Linked DNA regions of Callithrix jacchus: region 1 is linked to region 2. Evidence: chromatin contacts called from public Hi-C data. All regions are on one chromosome and are shown on one strand. The core of a region is the stretch at or near the end of the contact, and the rest is flanking DNA. Distances in the headings are between cores, read along the strand shown. Region 1 overlaps TMEM233 (transmembrane protein 233). Region 2 holds the start of TMEM233 (transmembrane protein 233).

The links. A called contact is a pair of places that touch in the nucleus more often than the background predicts.
Region 1: a Hi-C map of skeletal muscle shows a contact between it and region 2, with 5 times the contacts expected there. The contact joins the enhancer-like site here to the promoter of TMEM233 in region 2. A contact is called at or near these places in 3 of 3 Hi-C or Micro-C datasets (induced pluripotent stem cells and skeletal muscle).

What each region holds. Positions count from the first base shown.
Region 1 is chr9:122,755,829-122,763,259 of calJac240_pri, reverse strand. It overlaps TMEM233 (transmembrane protein 233), which reads right to left. Exons shown (of 3, transcript XM_002753067.6): 3 at 5,246-7,431. Among named protein-coding and RNA genes, the nearest start is that of PRKAB1, 20 kb to the left of the region's middle. Within about 2 kb of position 4,004, at least 1 of the 16 cell types and tissues checked has an H3K27ac peak or open chromatin away from gene starts, as enhancers often do. A contact at or near this core is called in skeletal muscle, where this site is marked.
Region 2 is chr9:122,706,958-122,714,402 of calJac240_pri, reverse strand. TMEM233 (transmembrane protein 233) reads right to left here and starts at 5,006. Exons shown (of 3, transcript XM_002753067.6): 1 at 4,760-5,006. The coding sequence starts at 4,945. LOC118144365 (a long non-coding RNA gene) reads left to right here and starts at 3,669. Exons shown (of 3, transcript XR_004729140.2): 1 at 3,669-4,632.

The sequences.
Region 1 (7,431 bases), core at 2,755-5,254, 50 kb before region 2:
GGGGAGGAGATAGATAATAAAGAGGATAATAAGTGAGTAAATGATTAAAGAAACAAAAATATTGTTAGTGGTGGCAAACCCCATGGAGGAATTTAAACAGCGTGGTGTGATAGCAAGTGATGAGGGGTGGGGTGGCTGCCTTAGAGATGGGGGTTAGTTTGGTCCTCTCTGAGAAACTGAGACCGAGGGCATGGAGAAGAAAGAAACAGCTATGGAAAATCTGGAGAATGGTGTTATGAATGGAGGAGACGGCACACACAAAGGCCTTGAGACTGGGATGATCTTGTCATGTTTGGGGCCAGTATGTGACTGCAGCAGAGTAGAATGGGGGTGAGGTAGAAGGCGAGATCAGAGAGGCAGCCAAGGGTCTGATCATGTAAGGCTTTGTGGGCCATCATTAAAACACCACATGCTCTCACTCATAAGCGGGAGTTGAACAAAGAGAACACATGGACACAAGGAGGGGCATATCACACACTGGTGCCTGTCGTGGGGTGAGAGGCAAGGGGAGGGAGAGCATTAGGACAAATACCTAATGCATGCAGGGCTTAAACCTAGATGCTGGGTTGATAGGTGTAGCAAACCACCATGGCACATGTATACCTATGTAACAAAACTGCACGTTCAGCACTTGTATCCCGGAACTTAAAAGAAAGTTTAGATTTTAGTTCAAAAGAGTAGATGCTTCAGAATGAACAGTCCTTTTGACACTGAGGAGGAGAACAGACCTGCTGGCACTAGAACCCATATCTAGGGGACCATCAACTTGTTAGTGTCCTTGGTATGGTCTTTTATTCTGAAGGAAGAAGAAATGAAGAATAAAGTTGTGGAAAATGTACTGATGTCACCTATCAAGGATGAAAGAGCAAATGACAAGAATAGTTTCCTGATCCCTGGTCAACAAGGGGAAATGCTGGTCTTAACTACAAAAGAAACACTAACTCGGCCAGGCGCGGTGGCTCACAGGCGTAATCCTAGCACTTTGGGAGGCCGAGGCGGGTGGATCACGAGGTCAAGAGATCGAGACCATCCTGGGCAACATGGTGAAACCCCGTCTCTACTAAAAATACAAAAAATTAGCTGGGCATGGTGGCACGTGCCTGTAATCCTAGCTACTCAGGAGGCTGAGGCAGGAGAATTGCCTGAACCCAGGAGGCGGAGGTTGCGGTGAGCCGAGATCGCACCATTGCACTCCAGCCTGGGTAACAAGAGCGAAACTCCGTCTCAAAAAAAAAAAAAAAAAAAAAAAAAAAAAAAAAAAGAAACACTATCTTAACTACAAAGCCTGCTTGTCATGGCAAAGTAGCATTTTGTGATTGGGAGTTAAAGACTGACTTTCCAACATTGTTTTTTTTTTTTTGAGATGGAGTCTCCCTCTGTTGCCAGGCTGGGGCACAGTGGTGGGATCTCAGCTCACTGCAACTTCTGCCTCCCAGGTTCAAGTGATTCTCCTGCCTCAGCCTCCCAAGTAGCTGGGATTACAGGACATGCCACCACGCCCAGAACATTTTTATATTTTTAGTAGAGATGGGGTTTCACCATGTTGGCCAGGATGGTCTTGATCTCCTGACCTTGTGATCCACCTGCCTCAGCCGCCCAAAGTGCTGGGATTATGAGCCACCTCACCCAGCTGACCTTCCAGCTTTTAATAATAAAGACCTTTTCAAGGACACACAAAAAAAGTTTGGATTTTAAAGGCTGGGTATGGTGGCTTACACCTATAATTCCGGCACTTTGGGAGGCAGAGGCAGGAAGATTGCTTGAAGCCAGAAGTTTGAGACTAGTCTGGGCCACATAGCAAGACGCTCATCTCTACAAAAAAAAAAAAAAAGTTTGAGTTTTAATGCCACGGGCAATCACTGGGTGTGTGGGCTGGATTTCAGCAGAGGAATGGCTTGATTAAGTCTAGGTTGTGAGATAACCCTGGCTGCTGTGTGTGTGTTTTAACTGAATGGATGTGCTGTGCAGGCAGGATGTAGTAGACAGAATAATGCTCCCCCAAAGATATCTCCATACAGATCCCTGGAACTCGTGACTATGTTGGGTTACGGGAGGCTTAACCCAAAGAGGGCTTAAGGGAGCAGATGGAATTAAACTTGCTAATCAGCTGACCTTAAATTAAGATTATTCTGGATCATTCAGGTGGACCCAAAGTGATGACAAGGGTCCTTAAGTGGGAAGAGAGAGGAAAAGGAGTCAGAGCAAAAGAGATGCAGTGTGAAAAAGACATCTTAAGGGGAGGAGCTAGATACAAAGAAAATAATAAGTAAGTAAACGACGACTTTGCTGACTTTGAAGATGGAAGGGTGTCCTGAGTCAACCAATGTGAATAGCTTCCAGAAGGTGGAAAAGGCAAGAAAAGGAATTCTCTCTACAAGCTTCCAGAAAGGAATCCACCCCTGCCATCATCTTGATTTTGGTCCAGCAACACCCATTTTAGACTTCTGACCTCCAGAACTGCAATATAATAAATGTGGGTTGTTTAAAGTCATTAAGTTTGCAATAGTTGTTATACCAGAGAGCCCTGTAAGAAAGCTACTGTAGGCCTGATGTGGTGGCTCATGTCTGTAGTCCCAGCACTTTGGGAGGCTGAGGTGGGCAGATCACTTGAGGCCAGGAGTTTGAGACTAGCCTGGCCAACATGGTGAAACCCCGCCTCTACCAAAATTACAAAAAATTAGCTGGGTGTGGTGGCACACACCTGTAGTCCTACCTACTCAGGAGTCTGAGGCAGAAGAATCGCTTGAACCCGGGAGGTGGAGGTTGCAGTGAGCCAAGATTGTGCCACGGTACTCCAGCCTGGGCAACACAGCACAACTCTATCTCAAAGAAAAAAAAAGAAAGCTACTATAACTGTTTAGGTGAGCTTTGGTAATGGCTCAAGAAATACTGATTTACCTTCCTTCTAGATGTGTGTTAGGTCCTCTTTCTTGGGGATGATCAGGCCATTTTTATACAGGCAAGATTTGGCTTTTTATGAGTTCCAGTGCTTTCACTCCAAAGTACAACTAGTCCCCATGCATGGAATTCCATGTCACCTGGGGGAGTAAACTTGGTCACAGTGCCAAGAGCAGACAGCTTGGGTGTGTCAGTGAACCAGTGTGTGAGTGTGAACTAAGAAAGTCTACACTGCGACAGGAAGAGAGATGAAGGCCATGACCAGGTCATTGCAGATTTGACTGGGTGCTCATCTGAGATTTGAAACAGCTACTCCAGTTGAAACTCTCAGATGCCTCATTCAGGCAATGCACAGAGGCATCTTTCTACCTCCCTCTTCTGACCCCTGATAAACAGATTTCTACTGGAATGAATGAATGATGAGTGAATGTATTAGAAAGGGAAGTCCTTCTTTCTGTGGCTTCTCCAGCAAGCATAAGTGATGCTTGAGTCATCTTTATGCCTGCCTTTCTTTGTGCTTGTCCAAACCAGAATTCAAAGTGTCTTGCTTGGTTCAGGGACCTATTTTTATAGGGCAACCCCCCCAGGCTTCAATATTCAACATTCACGAGTATTTTTAAAGGATTGGTTGTAACCCATGAGCATGAACTCTTACAAGATTCTCTCTTTTTTTTTTGTTGTAATTGGTGGCCCAGAACAGTCTCTTATATTTAGAAGCCTGAATCTAGGGTTACGTATCAAGATACGTGCATCGTGCTGTTTTGCTGAATGCAGCTGTCCTGCTGTAGGCCAAAGACGATTTGCTGATCCAGGAGCTGAGGCCAGCGATTTTATGTCTGCATCTGTTTCTGCCCGTAACTTGTGGGCCGAGACAGGGCAATTTCAAGAGCTGCGACCCTATCAGCCTCAGCAACTCGAAGAATGGTAGGACCGGGACTGACTCTTCCTTCTCTTAAGTATAGCCAGTGTGTTCTGCTATAAAGTGACACCATAGTACTTTGTTCAGGCCTCTGTCTGGGCACACTCACGTTTCCTTCTCGTGTGTGTGTGTGTGTGTGTGTGTGTGTGTGTGTGTGTGTGCGCGCGCATGTCTGTTTCCTTACTGGACTATTGCCACCTTCTCAGGGGTCTCTTAAACATGCTGGAATTCCCAAAGCCTAGCCCAGTTTCTGTGGTTGAGTAGTTGCTCTATAAATATTGGTCAAAGGAGGAGATGGATGAGAGTGACAACCCCACGGGGAAATTGTTTGGAAAGCTATTAGGTTACTTTTGCCTTGCATCTGGAAGGTGTAGTAAGAAGCGGCATGCTTAATGTGGACACTGGTTTTTTTTTTTTTTTTTTTCTTTTTGCCCAGCAACTCTCTCTCCTTCTTCTGGTAAAAGCACTTTGGTTTTCCTTTGGGGAACCACCCTTCCTGTACCCTCAATCCATAAAATTTGGGTGGAGCTGACCTCACATTCAGTTCCAGTGATTGAATCCTGACTTCAGGCCTGGCAGGTGAGGGTACCTCTTGCCCTTGGCCACAGCATCCATTTGTGTTGGCACAGTGGCTACACTTGTTTGTTAATGACTGGTATCCATTTTGATAGGTTGGTTTCTGTTTTATATCAATTGTTCATTATATTGAATTGAACCATTTTTTCCCCCTGGAGCTATTAGGGAAGAAATACTTTCCACAGGCATTGCTAAACGGGTAGGAAAAAGTCCAAAGCTGTTGGCAGTCGTCTTGTCCCTATTAAGCTGAAATGAACTCAGCAAGTTGGGGCTGAGACATGGAAAGGTATTTGTTTCCCAAAACCCTGTGCACCTGGATCCACCTGCACTTGAAGCAATCCCTGGAATTTTTCCATTTTATGAGCAGTAAACTCTACTTTTTGCTCTGTTTAGCCAGTTTTTGTAACTAGCTGATGAAAGAGTCCCTTGGCTGATACAATACACCAATCCGTTTTTATACTGCACTTTTGCGAGTGGGGCAGGGGCAATCTTGGATTTGGAGGAAGCTCTGGACAAGCCCATCATCCCAACAAAGACCATTTTCTTGCACTTAGAGCTTAGGACCTAGGAGATGCCCAACAAAAGTCAAGGCCCTTTTGTCCCCAACGATCTCATTTAATGACAGGATTTATTTTATTTTACTTTCACTTTAATGGGACCAACATTTTCAGTGCCTCATAAGAGGACATTTCTTGCCATAAATTAGTTGTGAGTGATGCCTCTCTAGCGCCACCCCTGGCCTCTCTGGAGTCTTCCCTGGGGACTGAGGCTGGAATAGATGAGTTTATTTTGGTTACAAAAATCTCTGGAAGGTGGGGAACCCCAAGAAAACACAATCCACACACTGTGGTACACAGGCTTCCTTAAAACCATTTTTATTCTGCCTCTCAGCAACACGTTTCATTTGATTTGGGTAAAAGGCCAGGGACCAAAACACATACAAACAAAAGACAGAATGTCAGAAACAGAAGAGTCAATCTATTGGAATGATGCTAGCATCTCTGTGTGCTGAGATTTCGTGTCCCTGATTCAATGTCCTCCTGGGACAAGTGCTGGCTCATCACGACATCCGGGTCAAATGACAGTTCTGATGTTCATCAGCTTTTATTTTTTTGCTAGGGTTCTGTATATGAAAAAATGCTGAAATTCCCCATTATCTAAGAACAATGGTTTGTATTGGTATAGAACTTAGAATCCCTCATCCTTCCAGGGTTGTTCACATCTATTATGGCAATTAATTTTCATAACAACACTGTGAGGTAAGTAGGCAGGCATTCTTATCCCCATTTTTCAGGTGAAGAAATTTTAGGCACAGAAAGGCTAAGGAACTTGCCTAAAATCAGCTTGCATAGGTAGTTAGTGGCCAAAACCACCCCTGCAAAAGCAAAAGGGCATTGGAACTCAGGTATTTTGACTCTCCGCCTCTTATTCATTTATTCATTCAATTAGAATAATCTGCTTTTCTTTTTTTCTTGCTCTGTCACCGAGGCTGGATTGCAGTGGTGCAGTCTTGGCCCACAGCAACCTCTGCTTTCCAGATTCAGGTGATTCTGATGCCTCAGCTACCTGAGTAGCTGCGATTACAGGCATGTACCACCATGCCTGGCTAATTTTTGTATTTTTAGTTGAGATGGAGTTTCACCACGTTGGCCAGGATGGTCTCGAACTCCTGATCTCAAGTGATCCACCCACCTTGGCCTCCCGAAGTGCTGGGATTACAGGCGTGAGCGACCATGCCTGGCCAGAATAATCTGCCTTTCTTTTGCTTCATTATCACCCTGTTTCTAACATTAATTCTTTGAAGTGACTTTTGCCACACATACCTATCTGGTGTGTTAATTACTTGAGTTCCCCTATTTTTCTTAATGTATTTGAACAGAAACAATATATCACATCCCCCACTGTGGGAGGCTGTAGATGGAAGGTAATAGATAAAATAAATACCATGACACAAAACAATAGCATTAAATTCTATCTAGACAGAAGACTCTAAACCTGAGGCCTGCTCTTTGTTAAAAAGGGAAAAGAGCCATTGTGTCGCACAAGGTGTTAAGGATTGGCTAGCACTAAACAGAGGCTTTCTTCTTGCTGTAATCAGGATGAAAAAAGAATAGGACAGGGGCAACATTCTTCGGGATTTGGTATTAATTAAAGTCGTTCCTCGAACTACTGAAAAGTGATCTTGTGTACCCCCAGTGGCACAGCCCTTATGCTTTGCAGACTTGGGGTTACTGTGTTCTGGCAGGCAGAATAATGGCATCATTAAATCAGTACATTCACATCCAAAGGGTTTACATTTGACAGAAAAGAAATACAATGGGTGGCATTTCCAAGTGGCATCCAGGAAAATGAAAGATCTCTTGCCTGAGACTTTCTAGAGAGAGAGAGAGAGAGAGAGAGAGAGAGAGAGAGAGAGAGATTGAAAAAAAAAAGTACATCGTATAAATACATCCAGTGTATTTCCGACACTGGGATGAAGAAGGTGCTCATGTGCCTAGAATTGGCCACGAAGTCCATTCTCAGAGTCTGTTTGAGTGAAGACTGAAGTTGTGGTCAAGTTGACCAACGTGGGTGCAAGCAAGAGAGGGGTAAGGATAAGACAAAAGGCCAGAAAAGCCTCTTCTCTGAGTCTTTGGTAACCAGATGGGTGAATTCTGGGCATGGGAGTGCTGACTCCCAGAGGAGGAGTTACTGAAGGCTGAAGTGAGGCTACAACATGTCAGAACAAAAGGAAAAGCAAATCCACAACTTGAGCTCTACTAGACAATTTTAAACATGCTGCAAATGTTTGTGCTCGAAATTGTAAAAACCAGCACTTGCTGATCTTCTAGAAACTTCCCTCTCCCCCTATATGGAGACCCCTTGGATCACCCCAGTGAAAAGTTATGTGATTTCCTGAGGCTTGCCTCTGGAGGACAGGAGTTGACACCACGGGATTCGCTAAACTGAAACAGTGAGATTTCATTTTTCTTTTTTCTGTTTTCTTTTCATTTTTACAAATCAATGACGTTGGCTGATCCGGCTGTGCAGCTTGGATT
Region 2 (7,445 bases), core at 3,757-6,256:
CAAGCACATCAAGGAAAAGGATTTTAACCTTAACGGTTGGTCTCTAGACAGGCTCTCTAGGCAGGGATCTGTGTGAGTCATCTGAGGCAATGGTGTGCATGGGAATCTTGACTGAGGGTTGCACCATTCCCCATGAAGGCATTTAGAAATGTGGGAGCATCTGTGGTAGTCTCAGTGATTTGGGGGCACTGCTGGCATTTGGTGGAAAGACTCAAAGTACTAATGTCCTGCCATGCTATAAATTGTCCCCCAGTGAAGAATGGACAAATCCCCACACACCTATTGGTAGGTGTGTGAGAGAAGTTCTAATGCAAAGCTTATAAGCCACCCAGTCAAAAGTCATTGGTTATTTTGTATCCGTGATTAGAGTGACCAGTTGGTTCAGTTTTGCAAATTATCACATCATGATGTCATCAAGAATTGAGGGTTGGCATGAACTCGTCCTCTGAGTCAGGAAGCAAATTCCGGCTACAAAACTAATAGACAGTGAACTAACCCTAAATTTGCCAGCACTCTTGCAACTTGCCTAGAGCCTCACTTCTTTGAGATCCAGGAGGGCAGAGACCTTGCTGATCTTATTTTCCACTTGATAGAGATAAAGGAATCGCTGGAATAGAGTGTGGCACATAATAGATGCTCAATAAACAGCTAGCTTGTGCTCCTCACCAAGCTATGTGCCCTGGTGCAGGGCTGTGTCTGCATGGAGAAAACGTGCTATCTTCAAATTCACACACAGGTATAATATGAGCTACCAGGAACCCAGTCTAGGGGGAAATTCTTGAGACATGTGTCCCTCAAATTGAGGTTAAGTATGCTTTCAACAAATTAGACTTCCAATACATAGAGGAAGAAATACTTCTGTGTCCTTGACAATGCTTAATCCATCAGCATCCAACAGAACAAGACATGTTGGATTAGAACCCATCTGTGGTGTGCCACCTCCTAGTCCCCAGGGCCCCAGGACTCCCTTGGATCTACATGGGGTGGTAGAAAGAACACAGAAATCCACAACTTGAAGAACACTCTTCTTGAAAGTGTATTTTTCCAAAGTAGTTTTCTTTGCCAGCGCCTACTCTAACTTGGTGATTTTATAGAAAGCTTCTCAGGCTTGGTTTCATAAATAAAAGTATTGATTGTTTTGAGATTGTTGGCTCTTTTTCTTTACCATTCTGGAAATGAATTATTTTGAGCCTTGTCAATATGTTCCACACAGTCATGTTTATATCAATTTGAATCATCTTACAGTGCTTCTTCATTAAGATGGGATGGTCTTGATATTGGGAATGTGTCCATTCTTCATTGGGGGACAACCCCTAGCATGGCAGACATTAGTACTTTGGCTCTTTCCACCAAATGCCAGTAATACCCCAAATCATTGAGAGTACCACAAATGCTCCCTCACATTTTTAAATGCCCCCCGCATTTCTAAATGCTTTCATGGGGAATGGAGCTCCCCCGCATGGAGATTCCCTGGTACAACACTGTTATGCCTAAACTTATAAATTACAGAAAAGTGAGAGTTGAAAATAGCCATGACTGAACATCACAAGGCACCCCAGGGGGAGCAAACGCCTGGCAGAATTGGTCTCCCATCTTCCTTCTGCACATCCTTCCTATTCCTTTGGACTTTGGAGTCCTTGTGATGAAACTGATCAAGCCCAGAACTGTGCTATATCAATGGGAAAACACTTCCAGTACCTTAGAGAAAGTGCAACAGGAAGGGTGTAGGACATGCTGTTTAGAATTTGTTTTCATATGTAACACGATAGCTCCAAGTTCCAAATCTATACATCTGTCTGACAATACCGCACGTACCTAGTATAGTGCCAAGAGCTAGAATGCTTTGTTTGTTTCATCCTTACAACAGTTTTGCTCAACTTAAAACAGCTTTCACATTCCCATTTTATAGATGAAGAAACCAAGGCTTTAAAAAGGTACAAAACTTGGCCGGGCATGGCGGCTCACGCCTGTAATCCCAGCACTTTGGGAGGCTGAGGTGGGTGGATCACTTGAGGTCAGGAGTTTGAGACTGGCCTGGGCAACATGGTGAAACCCCGTCTCTATTAAAAATACAAAAATTAGTTGAGCATGGTGGCTCACATCTGTAGTCTCAGCTGCTTGGGGTGGCTGGGGTGGGAGGATTGCTTGAACCCGGGAGGCAGAGTTTGCAGTAAGCTGAGATCGTGCCACTGCACTTCAGCCCGGGTGACAGAGTGAGACTCCGTCTAAAAAACAAAAAAAGAGAGAGATACAAAACTTGTCCATAGCAAACTGTCCCCAGTGTCTGTTCTGGCAACAGAATAGTCTCTTGCTATACAATTATTGAAAAGTCTTGGGGGAGGGAATGGGGAAGAGGGGATTAGAAAAAGAAGTTTCAATTCAAAGCATGTGCAAACCTCATCTCCCAGGGAGTATCAAGCAGCACCATTAGTATCGGACCTGCCACTACCAGCTGGAGTGCCAGCTGATTTCCGACCCATGAGGGAAAAAGCCTTTCTAAGTGGCACTGGGAAAGGGGTGAATTGGCTGCTTCATCAACAAACCACGATAGAATGTGGGCACCAGTTGCAGCCACAGAGTCTGCTGCTGCCTGGAGAATTTGGCTGCAGCGTCATTTCCAGACTCTCCGCAAAAAAGAAAAGTCAAGACTGGATATCTGGGGAGAGGAAGGAAGGGAGGAAATTGGCTGGTTTGTCGGAAGGAACCGGATGCTATGGCTTCCGGGGATCCAGAATGGGAAAAAATGGTTAATGATTCATCCACACCACTCAGTCATACATGCATTCATTTCATAATACTTATTAAGCATCCGTCACGTGCCAGATTTTCTTCTAGATGCTGAAGCTACAGGAACTGACAAATATCCCTGCCCTCATAGAGCTTATATTTTAATGAGAGGGACACTGACTGTAAACATATAAGCGATTAAAAGACTCTATCAAATGGAGAGAAATATTTTGATCAAAAGGCAGCAGGGAAGGGGGAACAGAGCTCACGCAGGGTGGGTGGGTGGGTGGTCCTGATTTGAAACAGTAATCACAGAAGGCCTCATAAAGCGACATTTGAGTAAAGATTTTGTAAAAGTACCATGCTGGGCACTGTTCTAAGCATTTTGCAATTATTATGTCATGAATGCTCCCAACAACCCCAAGAAATATGGCTATGATTATTTTGGGTTTTACAAATGTAACATGATACATTCATGATACATCTGAACTTCAGAGACTGAGGTTCAGAGATGCAGTGACTGCAGAGATCACACAGCTAGAAAGTGGGAGAATTTTGGGATTTGAATACAGACTTGCTTTAACTTTGGCGGCTGCGCGCTTGCATGTCCGTGCGTACGCCGTCCACAAACCCGCTTTGGGAAAGGGCAAGTTATGGGTGCAAATGGAGCCTTGCAGGTACCCACCAAGTGCACATGGTGCCACCACCCGTAGGTGGATTTGATGGGGGAGAGGCGGCTCACGATTTTCACCTTGCCGAAGCGGCTCTCCGTCTATGACCGGGGAGTTTGGTGGCTCAGCTGCAGGCGAGGTGGGCCGGTGGGGGAGGGAGTGCAACTGCGAGGGTTGTCCCGGGACATTGCCAGCCTGAACCTCACCCCGCCCGCCACCCCCGGGCCAGCTGCTTCAGTCAATAAGGCAGGGGCCTGGCAAGCACTCGTCACTCTCCTGGTGGGGTTTTCTTGGGTGTTCCTAGCGGGGTTGAAGGGGGCTGGGGAGCTGAGCTCCGGAAGGGTGGACTAGAAGCCCCAGCGTCCTCTCCTAGAGAGGCTGGCAGCTCCGGAGGCCGGTGCGCCGAGGGCAGGCAGAGCCACGAGTTGCGTGGAGTCCCCGAGTGCATTAGCGGGAGAGCCCCAGGCGTGGGACAGAGCGGTGGAGGGGCGCCTGGGAGCCCTGCGGGACACCAAGAGAGGCGAGGGTGGGGCTACTGCACAGCAAACAGGGAGGAACTACGGTGCGCTGGGTAGAAAGAGTAAGAGAGAGACGCACGCACTTTGCTGGTGAGGGGTCACAGGAAGAGCTTAAGAAAGGCTTAAAGAGGTAGCGGGTGTGAGCTAGCCTCGGGCTGGCGCGTTGGAAAGGGGATGCAGGAAGGAGGCCAAGAGAGGGAGCCGGGTATAGGAAGAAGCGAGAAGGAATGCTTGCTCGGACAGAGCCTGCGGTGCCAAATCGTGAAAACCGCGGGTTAAGGAGGGGCATCAGGAATGGCCTGGGGACCCCCGGAAAGTGGCGGAAGCGGTGCCGTTGGGCGCAGCAAAGAGAGAAGGGAGCACACGCTGAGACAGAGACAGTCCTGGGCGCTGGAGAGCAGGAGCCCCCTGCGCAGCAGGGAAGGAAACGTAGAGCCTCCGCGCTCAGAGAAAGGGACTTACTGATGCCCACTAGGGTGGCGCACATTGGGGCTCTAGAAAAGAGGGTTGAGAACCCCCGGGTGAGTGCCTAGGAAGGTCAGAGGAGTCAGCAAAGTCCATGGAAGAACTTCTCCCAGTTGGAGAGGAAACGCACCCTGGGAGCTGGAAGGGAGAGGAGAACCTGGCTGGGGGAAGCTTGATCAGGCTCTGAGCACCACGAGGAGTGCAGAGGAGGTGCGGATAATTGCGGGAAGAGCTCTGAGAGCCCGAGAAAGGTGAGGAGGAGGTGAGAGGACAAAGTACTCCTAGCTCGCCGGGCCGGAGGAGGGAACCGCAGAGAGCGCGCGGAGTCCCCTGCAGGGGTCTCTCCTCCCAGGCTGCCTCTGGCCGTAATACACTCACCATTATGGAAAAGACCAAAGCCACGATGTTGATGGGGTACGCAGGGCAGAAACACGAGACGATGGTGAGCCACAGGTAGTTCTTGGGCAAGGGGACGTCCTCCTCGGTTTTGTCATCTTCAGTGTTGGCCTCGGGGCTGCTGTCCAAAGCCCTCTTGAAGTCAGGGCTGGGGGCGTACTGAGACATGGGCGAGGCCGGCAGCGCAGGGAGGGCGGAGGAGCGCACGGTCTGCGTGGTCTGGGGCTCTGGCCGCTGGTTCCTGGTGAGGCTCTGAAAAGCCAGCGGCTCGGGGCTCAAGGGAGACGTGACCTCACCCCTTCTGCGTCCTCCGCCAGCACCCGCCCGGGCTCAGGGACCCGGGCCAAGAGCCTCCCCACAAGGAGAAGGGAGGGAGAAACGGAGTGAGGGGAGGCGGGGAGGACAGAGGGAGCGTCCGCACGAGAAACAGGGGACAGGCAGACGAAGGCACCCCATTCCCTGAAGGACACACCCAGACACCGTCGGAGGGACCCACAGACTCACACTGAGAAGTCTGAAATAAAGGAAGGCTCCGGGAAGGAGGACGCAAAGGTCCATTAAGTTCCAAATTGGCCAGCCCACGGGCTGAGGATGACCAGCTCATTTTTAAAAGCCACTTAATTCAAATACATTTAGGTAGGACGAGACCAACCCTATCCAGTTGGCAACAGACTCACTACTTGCTCTTGACTTCAGTGTTTTACCTTAACTGTCTGGTGTGTGGGCATTTGTCTCCCGTGCCTCAGACCTTGAACACTGAGCTCCAGGAATCTCTCCTCCCCACTCTCCCAGGTGCGCTAGGAACCAGGTGCCCAGCTTTGGCCGCAAAGCTTTCTACACTCTATGGGGAGCTCAAGAAACTGGAGACCAGTACAGTCAGCCAGTGGGCACTGCCCGATCCGTGCCTGTCCGGGTGTCCTCCCCAGTGTGGAAACAAGGAATTCTTCTTTCCACTTTTCCACCTGCAGGAACCCTAGGGAGAAATGCAGGTAGATAAGGCTGGCCTAGGCCATCTAGATGGATGAGTGGGTTGGGGAGAAGAGAAAGGTATTCACTTTGGGGACTAGAACGAGAAAAGCAATTGTATCGGTGTCTAAGCTATTAATGAGAGGGCCGTATGGACCAGAACTGAGGCTTGAATCCAGACAGAACTGGGAAATTGTCACTTCAGGAAAGTCCCATCATCTTGCTAAGCTCCTATTTCTCCATCTGAAAAAGGGGAAATAATAATAGTCCCTGCCTCATAAAGTCATAGTGACTCTTCTATGAGATGGTACATTACAGGTAAATCCACATGCTTGATAAATATTAGCTATTATTAGCATGCTATTCTTCCTTCTATTCTGAAACATACAGTGCATTATGCAGTACCCTAAACCTGATATCCCTTGCAAATATTTCATCAAAAATGCAGATATTCTGAACTGCAGGACCACAAATAAATGAAAATAATTTGATCATGCACAGTGTCAAAAGCAATTGCCCACATCATCATACTCAAAAGTATTAATCATCTTCTTGGCTTCCTTAGAACATAAGCTGATTGCCTGGGACATTCTCACTTATCTCATGAGCCATTCTTATTTGGTCATCTGCCTCCCTCATTGGACTGCACACTCCCAGAGAAAGGGGGTCATCTGGCCCATCTTCATGTCAGCATCTGGCACAGTTCCTGGTACAAGGGATGTACTTAGTATAGCTTTCTGGGTGAACACACAAAGATGAACATCTCCACCATGCCTTCTTTTCCATTTTGATGGATTAATGAAATGGGAATAGCTAGAAGATGAGATTCATCTACTGAATTCTCAACCTAGTCTTTGCATTGGCTGTTCCCTCTGCTGACTGTCACATGGCTCCACTTTCTTATTCCTCAGGTGACAGCTCAAGTAACTTCTTCAAAGAGAGGTATTTGTTTTCGATTTATCTAGCATAGGTCTCCATCATTAGTTTACACTTGCCAGCTTGTTATTTTTGTGTGTGTGTAGTGTGTGTGTCACAACTCTAATTTATTTCTTTACTTGTCCACTATCTGTTCTTTCTCTAGACTGTACCTGTCCAACCTGTTCAGAACTATATTTCCAAGTCTTAAGAATCGTCCTGGCACATAGTAGGAATGCAGGAAATGTTTCTTGAATGAATTGACCAAAATTACCTGGAAGTATTAAAAAATGATTTTCAGGTCTTGATCAAGACCTACTTTGATTAGAATTTCCCAGGTAGCACCCCAGAAATCTGTACTTTTAATGCCTGAGAAAACTGTATTTTTAGAACACCCCCTGGTGATTCTGATGCAACTGAGCAATTTCTCAGATCCCAGCTGTCTCTAATTCTTAGGACACAGTTCTGGATCTTTAGTTTGGAGATTCTCTCAGGTGTCTCAAACTCAATGTGTCAAAGAGGAACTCATTTTGGTCCTTGGTCAATGAACCCTGCCCACTTTTCCAGTCTCTTCTGTCAAGTATCTCCTTTCTTATTTATTTACTATTTATTTTTAGAGACAGAGTCTCACTCAGTTGCCCAGGCTGGAGTACAGTTTGGGCAATCATAGCTCACTGCAGCCTCAAACTCCTGACTTCAAGCGACCCTCCCACCTTGACCTCCCAAAGTGCTGGGATTGCAGGCATGTATCACCATGCCCAGAATTCTCTCCTTTCTTACTGCACTT